Regions from separate parts of the Sus scrofa genome. Here region 1 is linked to region 2. Evidence: chromatin contacts called from public HiChIP or PLAC-seq data. All regions are on one chromosome and are shown on one strand. The core of a region is the stretch at or near the end of the contact, and the rest is flanking DNA. Distances in the headings are between cores, read along the strand shown. Region 1 overlaps LOC110262067 (a long non-coding RNA gene). Region 2 has its middle 370 kb from the start of PPARGC1A.

Region 1 (3,642 bases), core at 538-3,037, 180 kb before region 2:
CAATGAATGAATGAATCACACAAGAAATTGCTGGGACACAAAGAAAGGTAACCATGACTGTTGAATTAAGCGTTTTATCTCCTTCTGGTCTCTCTTACTGTTTTTTATCTTGTTCTTCAAATAAAACTGATAATAGATATTTAGGTGGACTCTCCTGATTGACAGTGATGTTAATTATAAGAAACATTTGACCAAAAGGGAAAGAGGAGTTATATTGGAACTGAGGGGCTGCTAAATATGTCAGTTTTATGGCAGCTGAGGCATAGTTGATAATAGCTAATAATGGCTAATATTTACTTATTGGAAAAAAAACTATGTGCCAGTGGCATTGCAGGCCTTCCCATGTATTAATTTATTTATTTTGCCTAATGGCTTTAATGGTGAGTCCTGTTGTTTCCCCATTTTACAGATGAAGAAATTGAGTCAATAAAGAGGTTGAGTAACTTGCTTAAATCCTCATCGATGGTAAGTGAGATACACAGGGCTTGAGCCCTCCTATTCTTATTCCAGACTGTATCATTAACAATGCCACCAGGACCATCCTACCTCTGGACCACACGGTCTCTTCCAGGACCATCCTTCCTACCTCTGGACGATCTTCTGGAAGTCACCAGGGTCTCAGCGGACAGGGTCTCTGGCCTCCTACTTCTGCTTTGCCCTTCTTGCAACCTAGCTCCTCTTAATAGTTCTGATTCTCTCTAGGTCTGTCTGCTTCCCTCACCAAAAACTCATTGATCCTTCCATCCATGAATATTTCTGAACTATGCCCATTTGCTTACACTCTCCTTTCTCATAACCTCAGCACTTCTTCATGCCTTTGCTTAACATCATGGCTTCTCTCTGTAAATCCTGTCAGTTTCGATTCTTGCCACTAGCTCCCTGAATTTTTCAGGCTTCCAGCTAGAGTCTGTCAGACTCTTCGAAGTAGTTCAGATTTAGGCACCTGCCAGGTCATAATTCTTGGCTGCCTCATAGGTCACCTGTGTTGAGCCTGGTGACCAACGGCAGGATCCTCTGTGGCCAAGGTAGCCAAGCCTTATGGTGGAATCAGTGTTGCCTAAGGATTCTCGGCGTTAAATGCTGGATTATGGCTGTTTGCTTAGAAAAGGTTATGGACATGGCAGGAATCCCAATTAATAGCTACAGCATTATTGTCTACAGTGAGCTGGGCATCGCACAAGACACTTAGACACATTGGATAATGGGATTTTGATGCTTCGAGGTGGACATTATCACCGTTTCCATTCTATAGACAGATACTGAGTCTCTAAACTTGCCCAATGGTCCATGATTAGAAAATAGCAGAGCAACTATTCAGACTCCCTTGACATTTTTACTCCACTAAACCACAAGTTTCCTTTGCACATGTTTATTTTATTTAAAACCCTCTGCTCCCTTTCTACCTGAAATAAATAGAACACTTGAAAGTCACCACTACTGTCAATATTAGAGACATGTCAAATGCTGTCACTTAGTCAGGAAAGCTGCTTTGGAGTAACTGTGTAATATTATACAACATGACAAGTTCTCATCCACAGTGGCAACATTAAAGCCAGGAGCATGTGGCTCGTGCAAAACCCCAAAGCCATTAGCTGAAAGACTGAGGAATTCCCCACCCAACCCAATATGATCTCAGCCCTGGAAAGTAGAGGCCACTCGGAGCGGGTAGGTTATTTTCATTCATGGGAAAATGTGTGCCGACATTTGCTTTCTGTTCTGGAGCTTGCTGGGCATGTTAACTTCTCAGTGTGGATTGGATGAGGGAAGTGAGAAGCAAACAGCAAATTCTTGGCAGCCAGAGACAGGCAGGCAACAGAGAGGAAGGGAGAAAAGCTGTCAGGGGACTCTGGGGGAGTCACTTGACTCTTGTGCTGTTTTTGTCATTTTTATTCAGTCATCAGCATGCTGTTTGCAGGCTTGAGATTTTCTTAACAAACGAAGGGTGAGAGGGAATCCTAAAAATGAAAAGACTGGAAGGGTCATCTAATTTTCTACCTTTGTCCTGATGGTCACTGCCACGGACGACAGGCTTTTAGCAGTTAAGATACTTTTACGAACAAGAATGTCCCAGTTATAGAAAAACCCATTTAAGTGGCACAAAAGATTTTTTTTTAAAAAAATCAAAATTCTGCACGACTTATTGGCCCCAAGTTAGAGAAGATTTAAAATGGGGTTTAGTACATTTGCTTCTCCATGTTTGTTTTCTGTAGTGTTGGCTTAATCTAAAGGCTGATTTTTCCTTCCGTTCCCAATTTGGCAGCCAACAGTGTTGAGGCTGCATGTCTTGGTTCCGGAAGAGAGAGCACCACTGATCTTCTTTAACTTACCGTGAGACTAAGTCCTGATAACCCCATCATAATTTGAAAATATCATAAATTGAAAATACATTTAATACACCTAACTTACCAAACATGATAGTTTAGCTCCTTCTGCTTTAAACGTGGTCAGAACATGTAGATTAATCATCTAATATAAGCCTATTTTATAATAAAGTGTGGACTATCTCATGTGATTTGTTAAATATTGTACTGAAAGTGAAAACAGAGTGGGTGTCTGGGGACGCAATTGTTATAACTGGATCGGTTCTTTATTCTCAGGATCGCATGGTTGACTGGGAGCTGCCACTGCCCAGTGTCACCACAGAGGGCTGTACCACATAGTATTGGAAGGGGAAAAAAAATAAAATTCAAAATTCAAAGTTTCCTAGTTTTCTATTGCATGTGGATCACTTCCACATTCTCATAAAAGTAAAAAAATTAAGTCAAACCATCATAAGTCAGAACAATTTGTATTCCCAGTAGTTCTCCTAAAGGAGCAAAGAAGATGCGCTTCCCGAAGCCCAGCCCAGAAGTTTTCTGGCCACATTTGCTCCACTTGAGTCCTCTCTTTATTTTTTTTTTTAAATTTTGTCATTAATTTTTGCATGTTTTTTTATTTTATAAAGTTTTATTGAAGTATAGTTGATTCACAAGGTTGTGATAATTTCTGCTGTACAACAAAGTGATTCAGTTATACATGTACACACATCCATTCTTTTTCAGACGCTTTTCTCACATAGATGATTGCAGGACATCAGGCAGAGTTCTCTGTGCTCTACAGCAGGTCCCCACTGGACAATCATTCCATATATTCAGGGTGCATGTGCCAATCCCAAACTCCCAGTCCTATGCCTCGTCCTAATCCAATGACTATGGCCAAGTGAAAGGGTTTTTCTGATTCACTTAAGTTAATTAAGAATCATCCTTGGAGCTGAGGACAAGTCATCTCACTCAAACTCCAGGCTAAAAGTAGGGGAAAGTGTAGTTTTCCAGAAATCCTGGGAACCACTAGGGGAGGAAACAAGTTCAGGGTAGCAATGATGGATCCCAGGAGGCCCTTGTCAAATCTCAGCTGAGCTGTTGCAAGCCTGCTCATTGGGCCCCCTGCCTCTAGGATTGCCACATTTGGTCCACTTTTGACTCTGCTCCTGATGACAAGCAAAGGAAACTTAAGCAGCTCACATGGCATACAGAGTTCTCAATGAATTTTTCCCACCTATCTTCTAGTTTCTCTTCTATCTCCTCTCCGCAATGAACAAGATGAAGCTCCCTAAACATTTTTCCAGGCTTCTCCATATAACTCTTCCTCCTTCTTCAATTCCAC
Region 2 (3,804 bases), core at 531-3,030:
CTTCTCAAGCCACAAAAACTTGGGGTTATTTCTTATTTGTGGACAAGATTTGTTCAAAATCACTGTATCACAAGACCCAAAGAAGATGATTGAAGCTATATAGAGTCAAGCACAAACAATGTAAGTTCAGCCTGGCATTTTTCTGACCTATTTAAATGAGAAAAAAAAAAAAAAGAATGCAGGATTCCCATGAAGGCATATTACCTCAGGACTGTGAGTTAGCTTTATAGGGGAATTCACAGCGTCTATGCTTGGCTTGGCTTCTTCCAGAACTTGTCACAAAGAAGTGCAAATAAGGAGACTGGAGGAGCCAGCCAAGTCCTCTCTAAAATTATCCCTGTCATCAGAAACAATTAATACTATGTATGGCACAGTATTGTTCTAGGAATAGGAGCCAAAGGAGTTTAGGGGAGATTTGCAGATCATATAATTTTGTGACTGGAGTTTATGGTTGGCACTGCTTGGTGTGTTAAAACTTAATTGGTGGGAGGATTTGAGGGGTCCAAATAAAGCTATTTAAGGGGTTCAAACAACATTACTAAAGGCAGGAGATGGTTTACATGTTTATCTTGGGAAATTTGTATCTTTCATTTCTCTTTGGAGCTGGTTAAGAGTTGATCTCACTCAGTGGAGCCCTGAGTGTGTGTGTGTGTGTGTGTGTGTGTGTGTGTGTTTGTGTTTGTATATGTGTATGAGTCCGTGTGTGCCTGTGAATGTGTGTAAAGTCCTTTTTTTCTGCACAGCATTCTGTGGATACTGAGTAAATGTCAAATGATCACATGCAGGCAACCTTTCCAGGCTGAACTAATGGAACCTCAAATGAATTTACTTACACTCCTTTGCTCTTGTAAGTTCCAAGTTCAGTCACACCTGACATTCTTTGTATACTTTGACAAAAGCCAGGTCACAGGACAAGTAAAACTCTAATGTAAGCAGAGAAAGACAAAGAAGAAAATTTTTCAAAAGATAACGTAAAAATCTGATAGGAGAAACGACAACTAATTTTAAATGATTTCTACTTGTCCAGCACTTTCTCGTGTGACGAGGCAGGGAGGGAGTCCCAATCTCTCCATTACTGATCTTCAGTCTAAATGAGACATTACGGATGGTTTCTCATAGTTCCAGTGTGTTCTTTATAAAGTGGGATAAACACGCTCTGTTGTGACTTTTGCTGTGGAATAGTACCAGCTCCATTTTTTTCTTTCATTTTACATTTGAGGAAAAGAAGAGTTTTGGAATGAAGTCTAATTCATTAATAAATCTATTCTCTGGATCCTAGTTTACATTTTGTTTAATGAAAGCACTAGGTCTCAAACTCATGAACAAAAAGCAATGAAATCAGTATTTGTCTTTTTTGGTAGTCATTGCAATTTGAAACTTCCATAAGGCAGGCTAGTTTTGTGGTCTGTGCAACTCTAGGAACTGAACGATAATTTTAGAAATAATCAGAATGTAGAAAATTCACACACAGGTAAGAAAACAGAATACAGATTTTCAGCAGCATGTATGCTTGCATGGCTAGCCCAGCTCATCAAGCTGAAATTCTAGGTAAAGACAAACAAAAATAGAGAATTCATGTATATCTAGGACACAGGGGTTAAAGGCAACACTCTTGTTTCCTGAAGAAAACTGCAAACCAACAACCCCCAACTCCGCCAGTAAACTATTCTATTCCAAGTTCCCTCATGGTCAAAAGAGGGCATATTGTAAATCTACTCTGAAAGGCAGACTGAACCTCTGTGAGGTTTGACAACAGAATTTGTAGGGAGGAAAGAGTGCCACCTACTGAATCACCACCTTTTAGATGTTTCTGTCAGCACTTTGATTTTCCTTGGAGTTCTACCAACCCTGGAGCGTGACCTTGCTTAGAAATGAAATCTGACCTCATTACAATGCAAGCTTAGCTTTCTGCAGGCGCATTACAACATCAGCCAGAACCCCTCATCTGCAGATTTCCCCCCAAAGAGCGCAACATTAAGTGAGAGCCACAAGAAAGACAAGCAAGGGGCTACGTAGCACCAAAACAGCAAGAACAGCTGCAAAAGGGGAGCAGGCATCTGCGTAATGATATGTTTAGTCACTAAACACAACTATTTTATCTTAAGATAGACTCAAAATCCACTACACATGTTTATGTAAAGTCTTCTTATTCGCACTCAGAGGAAAGTGCCTGACTAAATGTTTTGTTGCATTGAACTTAATTGTTGACATCTGGAATAGGTTAATGTTAATATTAACCAAAGCATTTGACTAAATAAAATGGTATAGGAAAAAGAATTCTTCAGAAATTGTATTTTATAATAGTAACATAGGTAACTATATAGTTTAATGGAAAAGTTTCTAAGTATGTGTGTGTGTGTATATACGTACATAAAGTAGATACCAGTGATTATGGCCAATACTGATTTTTTACCTTAGTTTAATCTTTTTTTGGGGGTGGGACTTGTCTGTGGCATGCAAAATTTCCCAGGCCAGTGATTGAACCCAAGCCGCAGCAGTGACAATAGTTAATCCTTAACCAATAAGCCACCAGGGAACTCCTAACTTTGTTTAATCTTAAATATTATATCATCTTCTTTGAGTCACATATGCAGGAGATCCTATTCATGTAAAAATTTTATATTACACAGATCCATATGGATATCCATATATACATTTATATATATATGGAGATACATTTACATAGGCTCATGGTTTGACTTCTCAGCCTCTTCATATATTATGAATCATGGGAACACCAGAAAGGATACAAATGTAAAAATATTGACTATCTGTTCTTCTACTGTCTGATTCACTCTGGAGTTTCCCATCATCCATTTTAACATATAATTTATCTTTTATATTTGCCTATGATTGACTAAAAAATATTTTGGGGAACTATAGTTTCCCTAGAGAATAGTATAACTAAATGTAAAAAAATTAAGTCAAAGATAGATATGTACATTAATGTAAGGAAGGGCATGTTCAGATACATTTGCTTGTTTTGTGGCAGACAACAGTGGTGTCTATAATAGAATAAGGAATTCAAAGAAATTATGTAGATTGGCCTTGGGAAACTCAGAAGCATAGGACTGCCTTGAGCTAGATTGAAAAAAAAAAAAAAAAAACCAAAAAACCTTTAACAGAGCATCTTAACCCAATTAAATAGCTATCCCCAGGCATCTTTGCTGTAGTAAGTAATTGAAACCAATGACAAATGTTCTGCTTTCATAGAGGGCATAGTGTTAGAAAAACCTAAACATTTTTCAGCTGTTATTACTTTTTTTTTTCATCTTTGAAAGTACAATATTTGAAAATACTAGAAAAGAAGTGGCTAAAAATACAAGGAGGCGGTCGTGTCAAAAGGGCATAGAAGGCAACAGGAAAGAGCTCCCAGTGACCAAGTCTAGAACTATTTGAACAAAAAAATAATGGAATATTGAATTATAGCCAAACGTATGGTATAAAAATATACATATCCATATGATACAAAAATTATTAAATCAATAAATCAGTAAGTAGAGGAAAATAGACAAATTTTTCCTGCGACACAAAGATACATCCTTACTTTTGAATGTGGATTGGACTTAGTGACTCACTTCCAATGAATAGAATATAAAAAGGGAAAAAAATAGTAACTTTGTAGTGGAGAAAACTGGCAAGCACTACTGTGATCAAATCAATATCATCAATGATGACATACGGATGTCAGGTATTCTCTGATGTGATATGATAAGAAGGATCTTCGCTTCTGTGGTGTTTCTTTCCCAAACCTGTAACCTCATTCTAATCGTGAGATATATCAGATGTCACATTTGAGGAATA

Evidence for each region. HiChIP or PLAC-seq counts read pairs in DNA pulled down with a chosen protein or histone mark.
Region 1: a contact with region 2 is called in an H3K27ac HiChIP or PLAC-seq map of skeletal muscle, with 4 times the contacts expected there. The contact joins two enhancer-like sites. A contact is called at or near these places in 2 of 47 Hi-C or Micro-C datasets (epiblast stem cells and psoas muscle) and 1 of 2 datasets of contacts at active chromatin or transcription factors (skeletal muscle).

The regions. Positions count from the first base shown.
Region 1 is chr8:17,753,141-17,756,782 of Sscrofa11.1, reverse strand. LOC110262067 (a long non-coding RNA gene) reads left to right here. Exons shown (of 3, transcript XR_002346588.1): 2 at 410-1,665. Among named protein-coding and RNA genes, the nearest start is that of PPARGC1A, 190 kb to the left of the region's middle. Within about 2 kb of position 1,787, at least 1 of the 83 cell types and tissues checked has an H3K27ac peak or open chromatin away from gene starts, as enhancers often do. A contact at or near this core is called in skeletal muscle, where this site is marked.
Region 2 is chr8:17,575,142-17,578,945 of Sscrofa11.1, reverse strand. No RefSeq gene overlaps it. Among named protein-coding and RNA genes, the nearest start is that of PPARGC1A, 370 kb to the left of the region's middle. Within about 2 kb of position 1,780, at least 2 of the 83 cell types and tissues checked have an H3K27ac peak or open chromatin away from gene starts, as enhancers often do. A contact at or near this core is called in skeletal muscle, where this site is marked.